Linked DNA regions of Rattus norvegicus: region 2 is linked to region 1. The links are chromatin contacts, called in public Hi-C maps. All regions are on one chromosome and are shown on one strand. The core of a region is the stretch at or near the end of the contact, and the rest is flanking DNA. Distances in the headings are between cores, read along the strand shown. Region 1 has its middle 32 kb from the start of Actr2. Region 2 holds the start of Cep68 (centrosomal protein 68).

Evidence for each region. Hi-C and Micro-C count contacts between places; a contact is called where the count stands out from the background.
Region 2: a contact with region 1 is called in a Hi-C map of kidney, with 5 times the contacts expected there. The contact joins the promoter of Cep68 here to the enhancer-like site in region 1. A contact is called at or near these places in 2 of 12 Hi-C or Micro-C datasets (kidney and mammary epithelial cells).

Annotation. Positions count from the first base shown.
Region 1 is chr14:98,563,859-98,569,785 of GRCr8, forward strand. No RefSeq gene overlaps it. Among named protein-coding and RNA genes, the nearest start is that of Actr2, 32 kb to the left of the region's middle. Within about 2 kb of position 4,318, at least 6 of the 93 cell types and tissues checked have an H3K27ac peak or open chromatin away from gene starts, as enhancers often do. A contact at or near this core is called in kidney, where this site is marked.
Region 2 is chr14:98,668,015-98,673,890 of GRCr8, forward strand. It overlaps Cep68 (centrosomal protein 68), which reads right to left and starts at 3,854. Exons shown (of 7, transcript NM_001427307.1): 1 at 3,741-3,854.

The DNA of each region.
Region 1 (5,927 bases), core at 3,068-5,567:
TTCCTTTTTTTTTTTTAAGATTTATTCATTTATTATATATAAGTACACTGTAGCTGTCCTCAGACACACCAGAAGAGGGCATCAGATCTCCTTACAGATGGTTATGAGCCACCATGTGGTTGCTGGGAATTGAACTCAGGACCTCTGGAAGAGCAGTCGGGTGCTCTTAACCGCTGAGCCATCTCTCCAGCCCGACTTTTTTCCTTTTTTGAAGTTCAGCCTGGCTAGGAACTCACTATGTAGCTCAGGCTGTCCTTCGACATTTGGGAATCCTCCTGCCTTAGCCTCTCAAATGGCGGGATTCTAGGTATGTCTTTTAATTTATGTGTCTGCATCTGTGTGCGTACACAGGCCACAGGTACCCCTAGAGGCGAGAAGATGGTTTTGGAATCCCAGAGCTGGAGTTCCAGGCAGGTGTGCCCTACTCAGTGCAGTGGCTGAGGACCAGTCTCCAGGTCTTTGCAAGAATTCCTGTATTAATATATGGTTCGCTGGGCGGAGGCATGGCTCGGAAGTCAGGAGAGCTTGTTACTCTTACAGAGGAACAGAGTTTGGTTCTGAGCACTTGCGTTGGGACACCTAATGTTGACAATTTTTCTGGGCTCTGCCCAACAGCTACCTAGCTTGTGTAGCTACCTGCCAGGTACAAGCCAACCTGGCCTATAAGAACTGTTTGACCTCCCTCCTTTCCCCCCTCCCCTTTTCCTCTCCCCCTCCCCTCCCCCCCTCCCCTCTCCCTTCTCTTCGATATGTGTTCCTGGCCAGTCTCTTCCTCTCTCCCCTCTCCTTCAGTCCTTCTCTGTCTCCGTCTGTGCCTCTACCCCTTCTCCAAGTCCCCCTCCCTTTCTGCCAATAAACCTTCTTCATACTAGGTCTGTCACGTGGCTTGGTTGTTCAGGGGGACACCTTAGCCAGCCAGGTCCACTAAGGTACTCCGTCCTGCCACATTATATTATGATACCTACAATGACTTGTAAATCTAGCTCCTGGGGTCTATGTTCTCTGACCTCCAAGGGCACCAACACATACACGTAAATCTTAAACAAAAAAAAGTTTGAAGGGGCTGGAGAGATGGCTCAGCGGTTAAGAGCACCCAACTGCTCTTCCAGAGGTCATGAGTTCAATTCCCAGCAACCACATGGTGGCTCACAACCATCTGTAAAGAGATCTGATGCCCTCTTCTGGTGTATCTGAAGACAGCTACAGTGTACTTAGATATATAATAAATAAAATTAAAAAAAAAAAAGAACACCTTATTTAAAAAAAAAAGTTTGAAGATTTTTTTAAAGGGATTTATTACAATATACAATTTAGGAAATGGCACAGGTTATGTTAAGCCAAAGAGGCACAATACAAGAGAGCACACTGTTGACTCTACCGATATGATACTCAAGAACAGGGTAAGCTCATCTCTGCTGATAGAAGTCAGGGTGAAGGCAGCTGGCTGGGGCGACGTGCTCCTGTAATCCCAGTGCTTGAGAGGCTGAGACAGAAGAATTCAGTTCAAGATCAGCCTGGGCTAGTTAATGAACACAAAGCCCACTCAAGGGTACACATTGAGAACTTGACTCAAACAAATAGACACAGTAGCCAGAACAGTGAGTGAATATAGAAGCAAGAGAGAGGTCTCGAGACTACTAGAACACCCTGTATTTTAATTTGGATGATTTCGTTTGTAGTTTGTAATGTTTACACCTTTCCAAAGTGTCATTTAGAGATCTAGTTAAAGTTTCTATATTTCATTACCAATCGTTTATTACGATCATTCCACTAGGAGAGTGAGAACACAATTTATAGAACAGTTTGTGTTCTCTCAGCTTTCCATGGGATGCCTTTTCATCCTGTGATAACATGAGCTGGCATTATTTACAGAGGGTGCCTTACTTGTAAGAACACTGTTCTGAGCCTAAATCTGACAGAAACATTACGAAGTGAAGTGTGACAATGTGGTGCTTTGGATGAGAGTGGGCCCAGTTGGTAGAACTGTTTGGGAAGGATTAGGAAGTACGGCTTGGTTGGAAGAGGTGTGTCACTGGGGGCGGGGCTTTGAGCTTTCTTTTTTTTTTTTTTTTTTTTTTCCGGAGCTGGGGACCGAACCCAGGGCCTTGCGCTTCCTAGGCAAGCGCTCTACCACTGAGCTAAATCCCCAACCCCTGGCTTTGAGCTTTCAAAAGTGTCCTATCATTCCTGGAGTGCTCTCTGTGTCTTGTTTGTGGTTCAGGATGTGATCTCTCAGCTGTTCCTGCTGTTGCCATGCCTTTGCTCCATCATCATGGGGTATAGTCCTTTGAAACTGTAAGCTCAATTAAAATTTTTTATCTGCTGCTTTGGTCGTGGTGTTTTGTTACGATAATAGAAAGGTAACCAAGACGTATGTAGCATAACTCTCTGTCTTTGCTGCCTGTGCCTGCAGTTTCTACAGCTTAGTTTCTTGGGTGTCTACCAGAATTGGCCAGCAGAGGGCAGGGTTGTACAGCACCTGAAAGTGGAGACTTCCGGGAATCCAGACTTTCGTTTTCCAGCGGCTTCTGCAAAAGAGAAGTAACAGTACTTACTTGAACCACAGGGCATCCTCCCTGGTGGGGTGACAGAGTCAAAGGGCAAAATGCTTTCGTTTTGGGTTCCAGCTATGTCGTTACTGCCCTCATGTGAGGACCGTTGCCCTCTGCCCTGTCATCACTCTTAACTGTGATGGTCACAACATAAAACGAAACCTTCTCTACCTTCTTCTTCCTTCCACAACTCAGTGACCCTCCAGCACGTTGCTTTCACCTTTCAGGCCCTCTGCCCAGAGCCTGCTGCCCTCTCTGCCCTGCCAGGCTCTCTTCACCACTGTCTCTTTATGCAGCCCAGAAACAATGTGTCCCTTCAGGAAATTACTTTTGCAAGGGCCTTGAACCCCTTTGCAGACCAGGTCTCACTTGTAGTGTGTTAGCGATCTCCCACTGTCCTTGGGATGAAGTTTAAAGCCCACTGTGAGCCCCTAAGGCTCTGTATAATCTACCTGTGGGTTGGGAGCTCCCCTGTCTCCGTTCTATACAACAGCCTTCAACCCCTGCCTGTTAAGCAGGCAGGGTCTCATGTAGCCAGTGCTGGCCTTGAACTAGCTGTGTGGCTGCAAGATGACCTTGAGCTCCTGATCCTCTGACCTCTACCTCCCAGGTGCTGTGGTAATAAGCACGTCCACACCTAGCACTCCAGTCTTCTGACTATTCCCTCCTCCAGTAACTCATTTCCAACCACGGAATTATTTCATTGCTACTTCATAACTGCATTTTTTCTACTGTTATGAACCATAAAGTAACTATTTTGGAGAGAGAGGTTTGCCAAAGGGGCTTGACCTACAGGCTGAAAAACACTGGTTTAAGTCCACTTACAGTGGCACCCTCTTCCCTAACAGAACGCTTCTTTCTTTCCATGTATAATTTAGAGCATTCCCCGCCTCTGACTACTTGATTATTTAATAAGTGCCTCCTACTTGGGATTGTGCATTTTAATTAACACCAGCTGAGACTGTATCTGATTATTCGTTCTTCTTTTTATGTAATTAGTACCAAGCATCTGCTCGGTAATATAGACCTTAAATATAGACCTTGACGCCATCAAGGCAAGAGTCAGGTATGGTCTTTTTTGTTGCTTTATTTAAAGCGAACTGAATGGCCTGAACCTCTGACCTTCCCATTGCATCTCACTAGGATATGTGCCTGTTCTGGGTCTTCTCCAATGTCCAGTGAGTGGACTGATACAGAAGCGTTCGGGACCAGCAACCAAGTCAGGAAACTGCCTCAGGTGTGACCCGGTGCAAAACACTTCATTTTCCAGCTTCACCCTTTCTATCTCTAAAACGTGAGACTAATATTGCATAACTAATACTACATACATGATTTCACAGATATGTGTGTGCCCATGTGTATACAACTCGAGTGTCCTTAAATACGTCAAAGATATATCCTTAAAACTTCTCGGTTGGGGGGATTTAGCTCAGTGGGTTGGGGATTTAGCTCAGTGGTAGAGCGCTTGCCTGGCAAGTGCAAGGCCCTGGGTTCGGTCCCCAGCTCCGAAAAAAAAAAAAAAAAAAAAGAAAAGAAAAGAAAAAAGAAAAAAAAAAGAAAAAAAAAACTCAGCAGGTTGTGGGCCAATCAAGGTCGTATAGAAAGATTCTGTCTCAAACAACAATAAAAAAAACCAAAACCAAATTCCCAAATTGATAAAACTTTTGTCCTCAAATCCCTCCTGTTCTGGGTGGGTTGGATTCGGTAGCTATGGCAGTTACCAGGAACTGTCCTGATGTCCAGGAGTCAAGCTGTGTGCTAATGCCCTCTCCCACAGGGTAGCACTGGAGAGTACAATTGGAGAGCACTAGAGACAGCTCTATGGTCTTTCCGGTGTGGTGCCTATTAGAATGCAAAGAAATCAATGTCATTTGAAAACCTCTGTGGCAGAAGGAAGTGATGACTTAAAAATAAGACCTGGAGAGAGAAGGCCAGGCTAGGCCATTTCCTTTAGAACTTATTCCTTAGAACAAATGCTGTAATAGCTTCCTACCCTGCAGTCAGTCAATAAGTACACGGGCATGAAACCTATTAAACACGGGAGCGCAGATCTGAATGGTTTTCCTGGGTAACCAGTGTAAATGATTAACAGGTCACAGTTGGTTAGAACAGACTAAAACCCTTTGTTTTACTCTGAGTGATGAGGCTTTCTCTTCTGTCTTTGGTGTCATTCTTTAACATCTGTTAACGGCTGAGGTTATGAATCTGTGGGGATCAGTTATTAATTTACTGTATACATTGAGTCTATCAGATTATGACTCTGCAGGAAAAGTGTTAGAAGTACAAAAAGAGAAGTCTACCTTATTTCACTTATTTTATATGATATGTGTAGGGTGTTTTTCCTGCCTGTATGTCTGACCACATGCATGGAGTCCTCGTGGAGACTAGAAGATGATACTGAGGATCCCCTGGAATTAGAATTACAATCACTGTGGAGTCCTCTAAGAGAGCAGCCAGTGCTCCTAACCACTGGACCACCTCTCCAGCCCTATTCCACTTACAGAATAGTTAACTAGTGTCTGCATGGAACAGAATGCCCAAGAATCCAACGCATTGAGGCCTAGCCTTCCCGTTGTATCCCAGAAACAACCAAGCTACTACTTTTAATGAATGAACGGCTGACTTTGGAGACAATACTAAGGACCAGTGAGTGAGATGGTTCAGCCAGCAAATGTGCTTGTCTGCAAGCCTGGTGACCTGGGACCATCACTAGAACCTTCATGGCTACAGGACCAGCTCCTACAAGTCATCCTCTGACGGCTGCACACTTGCATGCACACACTAAGTAAACAAATGCAGTAATACTTAAAAAAGAAAAACGGGGGTTGGGGATTTAGCTCAGTGGTAGAGCGCTTGCCTAGCAAGCACAAGGCCCTGGGTTCAGTCCTCAGCTCCAACAAAAAAAAAAAAAAAAAAGGAACTGTGCTTTTTGGGGTGTTCCTGTTGCTCCCCAGGGCCAAGGAACCTGACAAAGAGAGAGGAGGAGGAAGGGGTGCTGGAATGGTAGGGGTACTGTAGAACTAGAGTTTTAAAAAGGTTACTCATAGTCAGAGTCCGGATGTGCAGGGCTGGACGTGCCTGAGGGAGAGCCAGAGATAGGACTTGCCAAACCAGCTATCAGCCCCAAGGACATTGATCATCTGTAGCCACCCCCTCCCCTTCCTTCACCCCCCTGAGTGAGATGAGCCACCCTACCTGCCTGCAGAGCTGCTAGAGAGCACGGACTCCTTGCTGATGTAATTTCGCGCCGAAAGTAACTGTGCACCATTTGAATTGACCAATCATGTGTAACCGCGTGAATGCCCCTATATAAACCCCCGAGTTTGGAAGCTCGGGGTCGATTCCTCTGTCTCCTGTGTGGGATACGTATCGACC
Region 2 (5,876 bases), core at 2,604-5,103, 100 kb after region 1:
TGCTTCCTCAGGCATCAGACACACATGTGGTGCACATACATACATATAGGCAAAACACTCATACATACAGAAAACGTACAGCCACCACCAAGTCTTCTGAAACTCAGTACTCTGGTTTGTAAGTTCCTGTACAGCCAACGACGTCACATACGTCCAGCATACAAGGTTTAGGGTATACAGTCCCGCTCCCGAAGCGAAGAACGGGGTGACAGTGATAGCAAGGGAGAAGATCAAGACCATACATGGGAGAGCAAACACCAACTCCTGCGGCTCCATGGCTAGCGTCTGGGACCCAGCTGGAATACTCTGGGTTCCAAGGCTTGCCTTGCAGATGCTGGTACAGCCTCTTGGGTGGGCCTCGGTCCACACACCCAACTTTCCTTTACAGATATACCACGGTCTTAGTCACCGCCAGCACAGGAAATGAACAATGCCACCCGCCCCCCTTTCTGAGGAAGGTCTGAACACAGAACTGCCAATCAAGGGACTACCTGTGCTTTAGCATCTTCCAGGGCGCAACAGAAACCCACTGTTAAATCTCTCAGTTCCCAGACCCTGCAAAGGCTATTTGACCATCAGCCATCACTAGGTGTGATCAAGTGGCTTTCTCTCATCCCATAGTAAAACCACATTCAGCACTGTATCTACACACATTCATACACACACATTCACACACACACACACACACACACACACACACACACACACACACACACACACACACACACACACCAGGACACCTGACCCTTCCTGGTATCTGTTGAGTCACCCTCAAGCAAGCTTGTCCCAGCTGCCTGGCTTCTTCCCACACATTCCTGTTCAGAGCAAATGAGAGAGGACTGGCAAGTGCAGGAAGGAGCGCGTTCACTTCTAACTCATTCAAACAGAGGAATGATTCACCAAGGAGCAAATCTCTGAACAACAGAAAATTCCTCTGCATGATTCTTTAAGCAGCACCGCCCTAGGAAACATGCATCTATCCCAACTGTCAACATTTTTGTTGTGACAAGTGCGGTCTCTGTACCCACAGCCACCGACAGCCACCTGTACCAGCAGGGATGCTCCTTTCGGTTTGGGGCCTCAACAATGAAGCCTCACCGGACTCACAGGTCCAGAGAGAAACGCCATAACACACCCAGCGGCAGATCGTGTCTAGTAAGCGAGGAAGAGGAAAGGTGTGAGCAGGGCATGGAGCTCAACAGGATATGTGGCTTCACGGCTTCTGGGAGCGGGCAGCACAGTGGAGGCCAAGCTAGGCAGGACGGTAACACACAAGGGGTAAATTCATAATGACAAAAGGGAAGACAGGCTTGAGATGGCCGAAACTAGCTGTATGCAGGGTGGGTATCAGGAAAACTGTGGTCAGCTTTTAGAAAAGGAGAGAAAATGCTCTCATAAACTGTCCTGTCCCTACCACACGCATGTGTGCTGCCTCTGACCTCCACACAAGTAACTGCTTCACGTGGTGGGGATCCCTGAGGAGAACTGTGGTGAAGGACAGATATGATCAGCACACTGCATACAGGTATGCAATTTTCCTATGCACATGTATGCTGTACCTACAGAAGCCAGAAGAGGGGTGGACCCCCTGGGACTGGAGTTGCGGACAATTGTAGTGGCCATGTGGGTGTCAGGCACTGAGACTGGGTCCTATAGAAGAACAGCAGCCAGTGCACGTAACTTCTAAGCCATCTCTCCAGCCCCCATATGAAAGGTTCAAGAATTAAAATTTTTAAAAAGTTTCAACCTTGTGGTCCTAGTGGCCCTGTGGGTGGATGGTGGTGGTGTATTGGTGCTGCCCTGACAGCGGTAGGCAGTGGGGGCCAGGGCCTGGTACATACTTCCAGACCCTCTTCCTGCCACAACAGGGTAAGGACTTTAAATCTATGAATACTTTCCCAGGTCACAGCAGCCTTCACAAAGGGCTCAAGAATGAAAGGACAGGGAAGGATGGCCAGCCAGAAATGGAGAAAGAAACGGGACAGTACTGGGGAGAGGGAACAAGTCATGTGGCAGAAGGTAGATAAGTATAAACGGGTTAATTTAAGTTATAGGAGATAGTTGGAAACAAGCCTAACCTAAGGCTAAGTTTTCAAAACTAATAAAAGATCTCTTTATCATTACTTGGGCGGCTGGCAGGTCGAGGCAGTTCGGTGATAATTTGGTTTTCAAATGCCAACTTACATTCTAGATTTATTTTAATTTGCTGTGCTGGATTATCTTTTTTGTATATACCAGAATTTGGTTTGATATTTAGTTGATTTTTTTTTCCACTTAAATTACGAGAAACCGGTGTGAAGCTTTCTTTTCTCATGTCATACTTGTCAAATGTTGATATTGGTATTGCAGTGTTTCATTAAACAATTTGGTAAGTTAAAAAAAATGAAAGGACAGAGACAGTGAAGAAGCAAGAATTATACAGATGCTTGGTACTGGTACTTGAGCGGGGGCAAGACGAGACAGGGTCTCTGTGTTATATAGCTCTGGCTATCCTGGACACACTATGTAGGCCAGGCTTGCCTGAGTCTCGGTGATGCACCTGCCTCTCTTTTCTAAGCACTCCAGTAGGTCTTTTCAAGTACCTCTTTTTATCTTAGGTGTTTTAGGGATTTGCACTATTCCTCTACCTATCCATTTCTTTTTTTTTCCTCGTCGTGCTGGGGCCTAAATTCCACTTTATAGATGAGAAAACTAAGGCACAGAGAAGTGAACTTATCCTAAATTAGTAGTGTGGAAGGGACTGACGTCTGATTCAATTCCGAGAGCACAGCTGCTTCCCTAACCTGTAAAAATAATCCAACAATTTAAAGGCTTTTAAAGGTCCCGGTTTCCTCAACTTTTGGCTTAACTTGTTCTTGTTTTCTTTTGGCTTCCTTCCCTTACAGACCTTTCATCCTGTTAGGGGATGGGGAAACCACCTCAGTGCCAACAGAAGCCCATAAAGGCCGCCCAGAGAAGGGTATGTTTTTCAGTTGTGGGGACAGGGAAAAACTTTTAAAAAAGGTTTCGTGATGATGTGAAGCTGGGTTCCTTACACTGTTCCTAAGGGATCCAGATTTAACCCAGTCCGCTGGGGAGAACAGGAGGAGTGGTGGCTTGTATTTTAACCAAGCCCGAACCATAAAGTGTCGCAAGTTGTATACCAGACTACCTCTTTCCGTGTCTAAACCTCATCAATTCCAAGTGAGGTCTACTCTGCTCGGGCATTGGCAGTTTTTCGCTTCCTTTTTTTTTTTTTTAATAATAAACAACGCACTGAATAAAACATGGTAATCATAAAATTACTAAGTTTGGGGCATGTGCCCCGGGGCTGTGGAGACTGGCTAACAGGTGACAAGGGTAGATCTTAGAGATAACCAGTGAGACGCTTTGCTTTCCTCCTCGGATGCGTTCACTGTGCCAGGGGAAGCAGCGGCCACCCGGACGCGAGTCGCTGTGACCCGCTGATTCCCCACGACCAAGGTCGACGCGCGCACAGCTGCATGGCTGCCAGAGGTGCGGCCCCACGCGCTCTGCAGGCCGCGCCGGTCCTCCACAGCCTGCCTTTTCGCTCCCCTCCACCCCGCACGGCCCGCAAGATGGAGGCGAAGGCGCGAGGCGCCCCCACTGCGGCCAGCCTTTGTGCCCTCCGGGCCGCGGGCCTCCAACAGGGTCCCCCAACGCGCAGCCCCAGGCACGCGGGGAATGCCCGGTCTCGAGTCTCGGCGCAGCGACACTCGCGCCCGCCACAGCCTTTTTACCTCACTCCGCGCCGCCGCACGTCCCAAGCGGCTGGGATAGCTGGGCCGGGGTCCCAAGCAGCGACGACGGGCCTCCTGCGGGCGCCCGCACTCCTGGGGCTGGGAGGGCCCAGCGCCCGCCACGCCCTCCGCCCGTGCCGCTTCTCCGTGGAGGACGCCCGAAGAAGCAGCCAATCCAGACCCTCGGTTCGGATGCTTCACTAATCCGCAGCCCGCTTCTGCATGAGAGCCCGCCCCCTGCAGGGCCCTGGCCTATGGGAAGCCGGAGCTCCTTTCTCCGCTGCTTCGACGCGCGGGCGGGGTGGGTGTTCGCGGTCCTGGCGCCCACGCGGACTGGCGCGGGTAGCAGGGCGCGCTCTTGGCGGATAGGGGGCCACTGTGGGTTCAGGCTTGTGTTTGGGCGGACGTGCTCTCCGCCGCAGGGAGGGTGGTTCCAGGCCTGGTGCTCCCCCTTTTACGTTGTGTGGAAACCCCAAAGGCATGCTCGAAGCAAGGGCGGGAGGCGGGCGAGGACCAGGATTGGGTTGAGCATCCCTCTGCCGGTCATCACCATTCGGAGCCTCTGAGTCGCAGGAGGCCCAGACTGTCAACACCAATAGTTGGAGAAGGGACTTCCATAGTGGCCTGGGCCTGTGCGGTTACAGAAGGAGCTGGACTGATCCTAACACGACAGAGTCCAACTTAAGGATCACAAACTTGACTGCCAGGCTGGCCTGGTCAAGGGGCTTCTCCTGCCTCAGCCTCCCCAGTGTAGGGAGTACAGGCAAGCTCTATCATGACCAGCTTTTTATTTGGCTTTTTTTTTTTTTTTTGTGAGAGTAAGTTTCACCGTATCCCAGGCTGATTTTGAACTCCCGATCTTCTGTCTCTGTCTTCCAAGTACTGGGTGTTTTAAAGTGAAAGTGTATTGTTATATACAAGGCCTTTAGTTCCCTCTTCAACCCAGAAGGAAAAAGTTAAAAAGGAATTCAGAACTGAAATATGTCGAATGGGAAGTTAGCATTTACCAGTGTGTATCCAGTTACTTGTTTAAGGGGGGAAAAAAAATAAAGGACTTAAACGAAGTCGTTTAGCAGTCAATACTGTAAACGCGATTGAGCATCTGGATGGTCTCAACAAGGTGTGTTCTGTACTCTTCTTTGATCTTGGCCCACCGTCCTTCTGTAAATGTTCCTGCTCAGTAGGAAGGGCATCCTGAAACCCAGAAGTTCAGGAAACACAGTTCAGAGAGGAAGCCTCCTCAGCAGAGGCGGTGCAGCTCCCAAGGGAGAGTATCTCCAGCTGAGCTGAGGAACTCAGGAGCCTCAGCCCCGCTCCAGTTCTTCAGTTCCTTCTCCATTGCTTCTTGGCTTCTTTTGACCAGAGAGTCCCACCAGGTAGCAAATCTCAAAAAAGATTTATTGGATGGTCCAGGATGTAGAGAGTGTCCGCCTCTGACAGGAGCAGACAGCAGGGGATGAAAAAAAAAAAAAAAAAAAAAAAAAAAGAGAGCAGGGCTTATATAGGATTTCTTAGAGGGTGGAGCTTTTTAGGAGAGAGATTTCCAGATTAACGATTGGTGAGATTTCAAGTCGGAGCTTGGGGAGCTAAGGGATTGGTGGTTTTTTGTGTCAGGGATTAGTATGTTTTTGTTCGAAGCTCAGGGATTGGCCAGTTTTCTGCTCAGGGATTGGTGCTTTTTTCCCCCACCCCCTTTTCCTTGCACTGGGTCTATCTATGGGTTGGGATGGGAAGTCCTTCTCAGCCACAGGCTGCTTAGGCTGGGGCACCATCACTGCTGAGCTGCTTGGGGAGGCTGGGGGAGGCTGGAGAAGGTGTTATCATTGTCAACAGCTCCTGCTGTGGTATTTCGGGAAGGCCGTAAGCTGAGGTGGGAAGTGCTGCCAGCTCCTGTAGGGTACCTCCTGCAGGCTGAGGAGATGTAGCTGTTTTGACAGTTGCTGTTTTTGGATAACTCCTGTGGTGGTGTTTTACAGCGGCAGGCTGGCGCCAACACTTTGACAGATCTTGCACTGCTCAGGGACTATACCACCTTCTTCTCACCTACCCTATAGGCTCCTCCTCCCCTCCCTTCCCCCTCCTTCCCCCTCCCTTCCCCCTCCTCTCCCTCCCTTCTCCTCCTCCTTCCCACTCCCA